Linked DNA regions of Oryctolagus cuniculus: region 2 is linked to region 1. A link is a contact called in public Hi-C data. All regions are on one chromosome and are shown on one strand. Each heading gives the region's core, a stretch centred on a gene start, on an enhancer-like site or on the middle of the called end of the contact. The rest is flanking DNA. Distances are from core to core; before and after follow the strand shown. Region 1 has its middle 540 kb from the start of LCORL. Region 2 holds the start of DCAF16 (DDB1 and CUL4 associated factor 16).

What was found. Hi-C and Micro-C count contacts between places; a contact is called where the count stands out from the background.
Region 2: a Hi-C map of embryonic fibroblasts shows a contact between it and region 1, with 2.4 times the contacts expected there. The contact joins the promoter of DCAF16 here to the enhancer-like site in region 1. A contact is called at or near these places in 2 of 6 Hi-C or Micro-C datasets (embryonic fibroblasts and skin fibroblasts).

The regions. Positions count from the first base shown.
Region 1 is chr2:13,751,699-13,758,100 of mOryCun1.1, reverse strand. No RefSeq gene overlaps it. Among named protein-coding and RNA genes, the nearest start is that of LCORL, 540 kb to the right of the region's middle. Within about 2 kb of position 2,915, at least 1 of the 8 cell types and tissues checked has an H3K27ac peak or open chromatin away from gene starts, as enhancers often do.
Region 2 is chr2:12,946,682-12,953,083 of mOryCun1.1, reverse strand. It overlaps DCAF16 (DDB1 and CUL4 associated factor 16), which reads left to right and starts at 3,373. Exons shown (of 5, transcript XR_011386201.1): 1 at 3,373-3,510. NCAPG (non-SMC condensin I complex subunit G) reads right to left here and starts at 3,304. Exons shown (of 21, transcript XM_002709370.5): 1 at 2,984-3,304; 2 at 1,805-2,008; 3 at 432-660. The coding sequence starts at 3,094.

The DNA.
Region 1 (6,402 bases), core at 1,666-4,165:
AAGTCTACCTATTGACTCCAACTCCAGCTGGAAGGCTGCTAATCTCACAGCAACAACCTGAGTTTTCCCCTTTTTCCAATGCAATTACTCTCAAAATAACTCCAGGCCACTTTAGGGAAGGAACAGAAGGCTATTTACTATATAAACCACTTATGCAGAGGCTTTCCTCAAGGAAATCTGTCATTCTCTTCTCTCAGTAGGTTCTGAATCTTAGAACTGGTAATAGATCTGGAAAACAGGGTGAGAGACCATGATTTCTCATTATGATTGCTGACATCAGACAGCATCCCACCAGATCTCAACCTTCCTTAGTAATATGAGATGAGAAACACCTGATTGATTCTCTCAACTCCCTCTTCCAAGGAATGCCGAGATTTAATAGCTATCACCACCTATCTTTGTTCAACAAGATGCCCTGATTGCCATTTGGCCTTGATGCATATTATAATAATTATTTCCCTCCTGCAACTGACCTTTAGATGCTGCCATATGGCTTCTGCATTTCTCCAGATCCATCATGCACATGTAGGAGAGCTCAGTTTCATGCAGTTTCTCCCTCTTTCAAACCAGACCTATGTAAACAGACATGACTGACCTGTTAAAAAAGCCAGTACATCCCTAACCTGTGCACTATTTCCTTTGTAAAGGGGGGTGCTCCCTGGCCTCTCCTGGGAAACAGAGCCAGCTGATGCCCTCCTAAATCTTATATAGGAAAGTCATTCAAACATTTCTGCCTATTGAACTCTTCTGATCTGTTACTCAACACACTTTCAAGGAGATTTTAGCTTCTTTACCCCATTCCCTATAGTCTATGTTCAAACTTTCAGATGCCAAGTTAGAAAACTCCAGGTATCTTTCCCAAACCATAAATGCAGAATCATAGTTAAGAGTCTCAACAACAACAGTCTTGCCACATCTAGATGTATAATCCATTCTGTCTGCTCCAAAACCCTCACATTTCATTCCCATAAATGTCCTCCCCAGTTCTTACCAGGGCACATTAGTCAAGTTCTGCAGTTCCTTGGAATATCTGCTATTTTTTTTACTGGGCCAATACAATACTTCTCCACTCAGTAAGTGATAAGAATGTGACCATGGTTCTAGGTCTGGAGAAGCTGAGATGTGTAGAGGTAGACTCAGAGAACAGGATAGCACTGTGAGGACCTGTCTCTCAAGACAGATCCCCGCATGGTCTCCAAGCAAGGAGAGGCAACTTTCCTCCACAAGAGGGAGAGGTTTTCTTTTTGGTGCTGGAAATTCAAGGGAATTTACAGATTTCCAATCCTTAAATTTGTCTATTTAAATGTCCCCTATCCATTTCTCTGGTACCCATTCTTTTTACCAAGGTGCTAATAAAGGCAAGATGTGGTGGTCGTGCATTTAGTCTTCTCTTCGGAACTGCCACTCTGATTTTTCTATAATCTGCACCATAAATACAAAATATATCATTGCTTTTCCAAGCAGACACAAAGCACCTCTGACTGGCACAGCATGGTTTCTGTTGACAACACACTGCTCTAAATCTACTTTTTTTCTTTTGTGAAGGATTGTAATTCAATTAATCCATTCCAATAACCTCACAATCATCACTTTCCCCATACCGTTTATTCAGCTCAGCCTCTAACAAAATAATGATTCCTCTACTCCTTGCCCTCAGACTATAAGCAATCCAGCCCCAAAACAGGTCCTTGGGATCTGCTTCCTAGAGACTTTCCTGGTCTCAACTTTCAGAATCTACAATTCCCAAGAAGCAGAATTTGATGCAGAAAGCTTCTGCTATTAATAACAGGATATAGTGACAGAGGTCACTACGTTATTAACGGGATATAGTGATAGAAAAAGAGATGGTTAAGCAGATAGATACAAGATAGTAGTATAAATTCTGTAACATATATTGGAACAAGATCTATTCTACAACCCTTCTAAGGAGGTGATTAATGGTACCTGAGGTATCTTGTGGAAAACTAATATTAACACACATTGCTACATAATGTAGCAATATTTATCCAGCACTCACTCTGCATCAGTATGTAAGCAAAGTCCTTTATGTTTAATGCTGTAAAATATCCCATGATATAGGAAGATCTACAGACTTATTTTAGAGATGAGACTACTCATTCAAGCTTAGTGAATTCCCACAGGTGCTGATTGGTAGGTAGTGCCTGAGTTCATGTTTTCAAGCACTACGGTATACGGTATACTTTTACCTGCAAGACTTGGTAGTGGCTTGATTTTTAGGAAATAAGATGTTTTTATCTCAATCATAGAAGGAAAAAAAATGTAACCAAGGTAAAACATTCAATAAATTTTAATGCAAAGAAATATAGGTAGAATAATAAGATATTTAAATATAGGATAATAAATTCAAATCTAGAGGATTACAAAAGAGAATAAAATGATGAAGAATCGATGAGAAAATATAGACTGTGAAACCAATTGTGGGTTTTTCAACAGTCCCAACAGAAGGTCATGAAACTCCAAAAATACATTATGAAACTGGATATGAATAAAGGGACTACAAAGCTTGTTCATCACTGCTTTCTTTACCTGTCTCCTCCCTGGATCTAAGCACAGATACCCCAATTATTGCTATATGGCTTTGGGAAAAATCTTTCAATCTAACTGCCCTCAATTTCTCTAGATATAAAAGAAATACAACATCTGCTACCTATATTGTAGGATTGTCATAAAGATTACATGAGTTAATGCAAGTATAGTACCCAACACGCACATGGAACTTATATGAATTCAACTGTAAGCTCTTGTCCAGAGACAGATAACAGAAAGCAAGAGAAAAATAACAGTTCAACAGTGTGTGAAATTCCACTTTCAATAATTGGTAGCTTGCCTTAGTGAGAAGGGAGGTGTGAATCTGCTGTTCCCATATTTAGTTCCAGTTTCTCCCAGCCTCTCAGAGTGAGCATCTCACAGAATAGATGTCATTTGTGCTTGAAGCCACAACTTAGTTCAATGAATGGCACACAATATGCATTCAATGAATATTCAACAAATGTTTGTTGATATCTTTGTTATTATTATTCTTCTCTACTATTTTTCATGCTATTTAATCAGCAGTACTTCAACTAAAATCATGATCTCATTCTCATCACTTTTCATGGCTCTCATTTTGTAATATGGCATTAAACCCCACTAGAATTTCACCCAGTTCCTGAAGGCAAAGGAAATACACCTGTGCCAGATTAGCCATTTGTAAAGACCATTCAACCATTGGTCCTACTAGAAAGAAGGTGTACTTACATAATATGTTACATAGATACAACTGTATTTCTTTCAAATATTTTTGCTTATTCTCATTTTAGAAGTGAGCAGTGGAGGGTTTGGGGAGATGAAGTGCCTCATGGCAGTCCCAGAGGAAGTGAGTAGAAGGAGGTTGTGGAACCTAGCCCCATGCTCCTTCGTCCTACTCTGCCTCCAGAGGCGGGTAACACAAAAACAAGAGCTGTTGGAGCTACCCACTGGAGTTGAAACCTCACCCCCACCAGCTGTGAAGCACCACCTCAGCATCTAGCACACAGTAAAAGCCAGTTAAATGGCAGTTTTTATTATTATCATTAATGCAAACTTTGATGATTTGTCATCACATTACAGATGTTGAATTTATGAAAATCATGGCAGACCATCCTCTGACTAGCTCCCAATGTTACCTGTAATTTTTCCATGTCTGAAGGGAGAAAAATTTCCTTATCAAATGCCTCAGTGGGAAAATTGAAAGCATGAGTTACTGGTGAATGTTCAATGATTAATTTTCCACACATTATTCATAAGATTTCTTCATTCATAGTAAAATGGAACTTTCCTGTGCTCATTGAGGGGATAATATTAGATTACTGTCATGGAATTGCTAAGTTTGATTAGTTTTAGAATCTAATTTAGGTTGAAATCCTTAAAAGTTACAGTAGAAACTTCCCAATAGGTTAAGGAGATATGATTACTGTGAATGAGTAAGAAAATGCACAAATTAATATAAAATTTCAAATCTCAAAGGGTTTGAAAAATCCTTGCCTTAAGTTGAAGGGTGAATGAAGGGACAATTCCCTCTGTTATGTGACTAGTTGTCTCATCATTGTCAAAAGGACATAAATGTCTCATAAATGTCTAACAAATGTCAAAGGACAGAACTGTACAGAAAATACCATCCAAATAGACATGGTTAAAATCAATGTTTTCAGACCCAGTTATAAGTTTGTTTGCGGTTACTGCAAAGTTTTATTATGAAAACTTAATTTCTTTTGGTTTAATCTAGTAAGACCAAATGAGGTTGCTTTTTAAATTAAAAAACACACACCTGATAATTTTTAAAATTCTTATTATGTGTTCTCAATTTTATGTGTGATACTGCAGTTGAAAGAACAACAATACAGGGAAAAAAAGGCATGCTTCTATTTGGGAAGGAGCAATTATTTTATCAAGTTAATTGGTGATAATATTACTTCTGAGACAAAGGCTCTCCTCAAATTTTTCAAGAGAAAACTTCAGAAGAGAGAGATGTTACAGGACAGGAAATAACATTTGGTGAATATCTACTTCATGCCAAGTACTATGCATGATGCTAAACATGTGTGAGCTTTGGTGACTCCTCACAAAACCCTTGGAACACATTTTCTTTCTCTACACAAAGGGCCCCTAGGTCTCAGAGAAACTGAGCAAAGTGTTTATTATTTCACGTATAAAATGTACTGCTGAGATTTATTTAGAAAATGGGTTGGGATTAAAATAAAAACCTTCAGAGCTCATGCCTAGAGCTATCATAATTCAATCATTCATACGCAGTTTTAATATTGGGCACAGAGTTTCTGTCAGAGATTATTTGGTTACATAGATAGAGCATCATTCCCAGACTGTCTTGAGGTTGTATGGCCACATTAATAAAATCTAGCCAAAGGAATGTAGTGGTTTGTAATGGCTACTACTCTCATAGTTGGCCCTTCAGAACTCCTTGAACAATTCTCCAGGCTCTCCTCTCATAGCATCCATTAGCATATTCAGATGATCTAATGGAGAACCAGGAGACCCAGTGGATTTTGGAGAAACAAATTGGAAAGAGCCAGGGTCCTCGGTAACTATACGGAGCAGAGCAATGATGCCAACTCACAATGGCTTGTGACATGCATTTAATTCCTTAGTAACTGAGTCTCAGAGGTTCAGAGGTTGTTCACTACTGCAGTCGGTCTTGCCTGACAAATACAGCTTGAACCATTTATACTGGATAATTTATTTGAATGAACATTTTTCTCAAATTTATTTATAATGGCATTGATTGTTTAATAGATTTCATGTGCTGGCTGATATTTTTCTATTACATGAAATAAAGTCAAAATTATTTTTAAAAGTTTATTGCAGAATAATCTTGTGTGCCTTATTTTGAGATAATGTGCTACTCTAATACCTTTCCTTTTCTTGACCAGATATGTGGCCCCCTTACTCAGCCTGAACATCTCAAGTCAATGTCTGTTAAGGATACGCCTTCAGAGGAGTGGCATCATGGCATGCCAACAATTCTTCAAGTGCAGAAGGCCTCTTCAAAAGGATAGAATTGCACAGAAACTCCAGAGCTGTTCTGGCTTAAGAGGCAGCAGAAACCTCATGGCGAGAGGAAGAATAACTGTGGCCATAGACTGCTTACTGCTAATTGCTCTGACCTCAGACAGTGCTTGCTGTGGGCCTCTGGGAACCACTGAGGACTGATTAAGCCATGCTCTTCCTACATCACTTCTGCTTTTGGAAAACTGAGTTTTGTTCTCTCTCCTCTAAGTTTCTCAGCCCCTGGACGTGGCCTACAAAGCATGCAGCCAGAACACATAAGCGTCTTCTGCAGAACACCTTTTGTCTGTCCTCAAAACTCAAGACTCAATTTTAAAAAGAAGCCACAAAACTAGGCGCTCCTGGAGAACAACAGCCATAGCCTAGTCATCGCTGAGTCTCTGGAAACTTCAAGGACACAGAACAGTCACTAAATGAGCACTTGTAAGTGAAGCAAAACTTTGCAATGTTCAGATGGGGGAAATTTTTTTTTCATGTCACTTTAAAGTGATTCATGTCATAAAAGAGAATTGCTTAAGAATTCCATGAAAACATATAAGACAATCTCAGTAAGCATGAAAATAATGACCATGTTTTCCTTCCTAGAAAAAAACATAAAGCTGTTTTTGAAACCTTGCTGATGATTGCTAAGTCTGACATAATTAAGGCAGAGTCGACATTTACAAGAGTGAGCTGCTACTGAAATTCAACTGCAATTCAATGCACACACATGCACACACTCCACACTGCCGCTTCATTAAATCAGTTAAATCTGCCAGTGTTTGGTGATGATGTTTGGAACTGGAAAATGTGGAAAATCAGGCCACCTCCCCAAAACACAGAGAGGGAGCATGCACACTT
Region 2 (6,402 bases), core at 2,124-4,623, 810 kb after region 1:
AAGATAGACAAAAGTTAATATTTAGATATATGTAATTAAGTTGTCAAACTAGATTCTTAATAAAAATTTTTTTAAGTATGAAAATAATTAGCCCAAAGTTAAAGATAACAGTTACCTCTGGCGGAGAAGTATACAACTGGAGAGAGATGATGTGAAGCAAGATTCAAAGGTACTAATGATATTCTACTGTTTTAATATGAGTGGTTCTTACTTGGACATCTTTTATTATTTAAACTTTATTGTTTATATCTTATTTTTATTTTATATTTGTACTTTGATCTTTATATTTTAAATCTCATTATTTAAATCATATATTCACTACCTACACTCTTCCATATACAGACATACATGTACTTCATAATAAAAAAATTCAACAACTAAAAATTTTTAAAAATCAACAAAACCGAAAAAATTTAGGAAACTAAACATACCATCAATCACCGGACATTCATCATCCTTAGGATCCTGAAGTCGTGAAAGAGCCAGAACTGCCTGTATTCTCACATTTGGAATCTTATCCTTTAATCTAATAAGCATAGCTTCATTAATTTTATCAAACAAATGATCATCAATCTGGGCATTTTCTGGCATACTTCCCAAAAGCTTGTTTATGAGCTGGCATACTCTAAATCTGACTGCATTGCTATTTGCTTCATGAGACTAAAACAGAAACAAATCAAAATTTATTCACTCATATCATTTTTAAGCAATGCATATGACTTGAACTTTCTATAAGAATTTACAACAGTAACTCCTTAGTTGCAGAAGTGGTTAACGATCACGGTGCAGTAAATAGATATTTTGTATATAATCAAACACAGCCTAGAAGAAATATTTGCTATAACAACACATTGCTCTTGGGGCACTGCCCTGGCTCACTTGGTTACTCCTCCGCCTGCCGAGCCAGCATCCCATATGGGCGCCAGTTCTAGCCCCGGTTGCTCCGCTTCCAGTCCAGCTCTCTGCTGTGGCCAGGCAGGGCAGTGGAGGATGGCCCAAGTGCTTGGGCCCCTACACTGCATGGGAGACTGGGAAAAAGCACCTGGCTCCTGGCTTTGGATTGGCGCAGCACGCCGGATCCAGCAGCCATTTGGGGAGTGGAACCAATGGAAGGAAAACCTTTCTCTGTCTCTCTCTGTCTATTTTGCCTGTCAAATAAAAACAAATAAATAAATAAGAACAAATTGCTCTTTTAGGAACTCTTACTTTATTTCTAAAATAAAGAACTCATTTAAAACAAACATGTAACAAAGGGTTGAGAAGTCATTAAAAATTTAATGCTGGAGTCTTTTGGGGTTTTTTTGGACAGAGTGGACAGTGAGAGAGACAGACAAAGAAAAAGGTCTTCCTTTCCCGTTGGTTCACCCCGCCCCCCGCACTGGCTGCTGTGGCCAGCGGGCTGCAGCCGGTGCACCGCGCTGATCTGAAGCCAGGAGCCAGGTGCTTCTCCTGGTCTCCCATGCGGGTGCAGGGCCCAGACACTTGGGCCATCCTCCACTGCACTCCAGGGCCACAGCAGGGAGCTGGACTGGAAGAGGAGCAACCCGGACAGAATCCTGTGCCCTTACCGGGACTAGAACCCGGTGTGCTGGCGCCGCAGGTGGAGGATTAGCCTAGTGAGCCGCAGCGCAGCTTACTGGAGTCATTTTTTAAGAAACACTTTTTAATCTTAATGATAGTTCTACTATTTCCTATAAAAAGTCAGATGCTTTCTCAATCACCAGACATTTCATTGTCTACAATATATAAACTTTACGGTAAAACCTTCTACAACACTTCTCCAAGGTGTTAGCTTTCAACATACCTGTAAGAGAAAAGTAAACAAATAATTTAAAATGCCACCATCCTCCTCTTCTTCATCATCTTCCATATCTGATTGGTGAAAGGAAGTAACAAACTTTGCTGCAAATTCTATTACTCTCTCCACAGCTGGCTCACGTTTATAGATCACCATAGCATACTTAAGGTAATGGATGAACTCCTCATGAAAAACTGTTTTATCATTCATCTGAAAGACAAAAGATAACTTGCACGAACTGAACTGCACTGGTAATACTTTTTTCCAAAACATTACCTTAACATTGCTGACAGCACCGGCCCTAATTCAAACGAAAAACTTTTTTGTAAACTCTGAAGTATCCACACCAGCAAAAAGGGAAAAATAAGCTTGCACAAACTTCTCTCCACGATGTAATTTGCTTCCCCCAAAGAGTCTGCAACCATAAATTTTGACAGTGAATGGACTCTTTTGATACTTCTTTACATGTCTTTAGAATCACGTTAGTAGAAGCATGCTTCTTCATGGAAAAACTCAAAACCTACGCTGGCTTTTTTATGTACCGTATTTAATTTGCTCATCACCCCGCAATTCCTTTTTGATAAAACTTTCACATCCTACCTCATATCCTCAAAGCCCTTGCTATACTTAGTTTTTCTTAGACTTCAAGATAATCTATCTTCCGAGCTTCATTGTCCTGTTCTTCCCACGGCTTCACTCAAAACAAACACACGGTATTTAGGTGAACAGGAAGGGAAAGGTCCTCGCGAGTAATCTGCTTGGACGCTGGACTCAATTTGACATAGGGCGGGATGAGACTGATTTGATGATGGCTGGCTTTTCTGCTGTGAGCGGGGGCCCGACGGGCAAGGACCACCGAGCCTTGGGGTCCACGACCTACTCGGCGACCCGACACTGAGAGCCCGGACGCCTCGGGTCACCCTCCGGACTAACGGTTCGCGCCGCCCCCATCTCCGGCCGGGGGTAAGGACCGCGAAGAGAAAGTGGACGGCGCCAGGGCTTCCAGCCATTCTGGGCGAGTCGCCCGACCTCTCCGTACTTCACTCCAAAGCGGCTCGCCACAGCGGAGGAGGTGGAGTCGCGCGGGCCGAGTCCGAAGGGTCCCGGGGAAGCTCCTGGGGGAGGCTGAGCCAAGGCAGGGCTGGGCGAAGGCGGCGAAGGGCCCACAGCCATTCCGGCGCTTACCGTGCCGTAGGTGCGGCTCAGCGCCACCACCAGCTTCGCCTGGTTCTGGTGCGGCTGCTGCGCCAGCTGAAAGGCCTCCTTAACCGGCAGCACTCTCTTTTCCGCTCCCATGGCGAGGTGACCCGGCCAGGACTATCCTTGCCCGCTTCAGTGCTTCTGGCCCGACCGCCCCAACACCGAATTCTCCTCAGAACGCCACTTGGGGCGTGGTTACCCGCCAGAACGTTCAAATAACTCTCGCGAGAGAAGGAAATACCGCGAGACTTCCGCGAGCGCGCCAGAGGCGAGAGCGGAGAGAACCGAATCCTGTCCCTCTGGCTCTGCCCGCGCTTTGAGCGCATGCGCGTCGGGTGTTTCCCGGTGGGAAGTGGCGTTTCTAAGGAGAGGGGGCGTTGGCTTGGCCGGAAGTGGTGTCGTCAGGGAGGGCTGGCGGAGCTGCTGTTCTACTTTCGGGACAGGGCTGGTGGCGCTAGGCCTAGCGGGATCGTGCGTCTGGTGGTGAGACGAGAAAAAAAGCTCCTCCATGGGTGAGAACAGGGATCTGCTGAGGGGAACAATCTGTGTTCCCGCCGCAGGGGCGGGAGATGCGGAGAGGAGGGGGAGATGGGGCGTTCGGGAAGCCCGGACCGCAGCCCGGCTGCTCGTGAGCGGGGAGACGCTCCCCGGTAGGCTGAGGGAGGCGTTCCGAGGTCTCCACGGGCCGCGGTCTCTCCAGGGCCCGAGGGGCTGACGTCTGGAAGCAGCGTATGATTTTATTTAGCTGAGCTGGCTCGGGACGTGCCAGCTTTCAAAGCTTAGTTTACAGTCCTGCGTAGCTACAGTGTGTTAAAGGAGAACGGAGAGAATGGGAAAATCTAGCTAAGTGGTCACGGTGAGGAACAGGAACTCAGTCTTTAAAACCTTTTTTGGGGGAGAAAAGTGAAACTGCGTCAGACAAAAACGAATACTTTTATTGGGGGCTGCTTAGGACAAACCACCCCAAAACATGACAGTAGGAGACGAGAACATGCCTCTCTAAAATATACTTGCTGGGCTTATTTTGAGCTGTTATAAGGAACTGCCAGCTCTGGAGGAGCTGTGAAAAGCTATCCTTGAAGTTAGGTCTGTCAAAGAAATTAGGAGACTACTGAACTATCTGTATCTGGAAGAGGACTCCTTCACACTTCTGTTCTCTGCTGATCTATAGTCTCCACACGTTTCCTCTTTGCACCCTCTCATAACTTGTGTCACCACCTCCCAACCAGAAACCCGGTTGCTTTGTGTAGCCCAGGATATTCCGTAAGTGTAAGCTGTCATCTCTTTTTCTGGGACTCCTGTCCCTTACTTTTTGTTGTTGTTGTTGTTGTTGTTTCTGTTGAATCTGTCTTAGGGCAACTTCACTGGTAGACCAGCCAAAGAACCTAGGAAGTTGGAGGGAAGACATTTCTCCCTCCTGTTCCTCACTATGTAGCCATAACCACCTGAAGAAATAGACCCTTACAAAGCTGCCTGTGCATCTTGCTCCTTTTGAGTTGTCTTCCCTCTCTAGAAATAACACTTTTAGACTTTACTGTTAACTTTTAGAGAACAAAAGCTTTCTATATTAAGGACATATAGATAAATCATTGAATGAATATATTCTACTGTTTTGTGTTTTAACCATTTTATGAAGAATCATAATGTTCATGGATTTGTTCAGGTTATGGATAAGATAGCATTTGGATTGCCCATAATTTTGAAATTATTGAGATGTCTTAATTTCTGAAAAGACAAGATGGGTATTCTAGGTTAATCAGTTAAAGCAAACGCATAGAGGCTTAAGAGTGCATGGAATATACTGTTAACACTTACAGTCTCCCTAGCAATGAAATATGTACAGCCTGGAGAGCTTAATGAAATAGAAAGCTAGAAAGGGTATTAATTTCTTATCTAAATATATCCAAAATAAGAATTATTTATCTGAGTGGCAGAGAGAGAGAGAGATCACATCTATTCCCCAGATGCCCACAACAGCCAACTGGGCTGTGGCTGGGCTGAGAATACAATCAGGTCCCCTGTGTGAATGGCAGGAACCCAGTTACTGGATAAATCACTACTACCTACCAGGGTCTGTATTAGCTGGGGACTGGAGTAAGGAACTGGAGCTGGAATAGAACTTGGGTTTGGGAGATACTTATCTGAACCATTAATCTAAATGCCCACTCCCAGTAACATGAATTACTAACAAGATAAGTTAACATTCTTGTTTTTCTTACCAAGGCTAAGAATTTGTATCTTATTTACACTAGCCACATTTCAAAGACTGAGTAGGCACCTGGGACTGTTGGCTACGGCATTGGACAGCACAGAACTATTCTATACTTTGAGAACCACTGCATATGTCATTTGTTCTTAACGTAAGGTCAGTTAGTAAACTAACAGTCAGTGATATTTTTCTTATTTTGTGGCATTTAATTGCTCAGCTTTAGGTTCCTGCTAACTTTGTTGTTTTGTTTGTAAACTCTCCAATATTTCTTTACTATATTTTATTTTGAGTATCTCAACCATGAGTATAAATTGTTTTGTCAGTTACTGGCCACCAGAGGTCAGCCCAACCATATTTAAACTAACTTTATTATGATTAATGCCATATGTTTTTGTTTAATAATTTTTGAACATTATAATCTGAAAAAAATTTAAACATACTAGATAAACTTAAACATAGTCTCATTGCCTAAAAGCTTATATGCTTCTCGACTTTTGCTTTTAATGCTGTGGAAAAGAACAACAAATAATAGCAAGTGTGGGAATAAATTCCTTCCTTCCTGGGTGAACTTAGTTTAGTTGATTTATAAAAACTTAAGAATATATGTGCTGAGGCTATTTAATTCTGAAACTTCAAAAGTTAATCTTTAAAGGTAAATTAATTATACATAGAAGTATATAGAATAGGCCGGCTCCGCAGCTTAATAGGCTAATTCTCCGCCTGTGGCGCTGGCACCCCAGGTTCTAGTCTCGGTTGGGTCGCTGGATTCTGTCCCGGTTGCTCCTCTTCCAGTCCAGCTCTCAGCTGTGGCCTGGGAGTGCAGTGGAGGATGGCCCAGATGCTTGGGCCTTGCACCCGCATGGGAGATCAGGAGAAGCACCTGGCTCCTGGCTTTGGATCAGCGCCGGCCACAGTGGCCATGGCGGGGGGGGGGGGGGGGCGGTGAACCAACAGAAAAAGGAAAACCTTTCTCTCTGTCTCTCTCACTGTCCACTCTGCCTGTCAAAAATAAAAATAAAAAAGTATATAGAATAAATGTGGCTAATTTAGTTTTGATACTCAAAAATTTGGTACCTGGAATGTGGAGTAACTATTATGTCATATCTCTAGGATTTACCTGTGCCTTTGTATAACAGCTGTTTGAAAAATGCAGTCAGCCTTTTTAAGAATGTTTAGAGTAACATAACTGAAACGT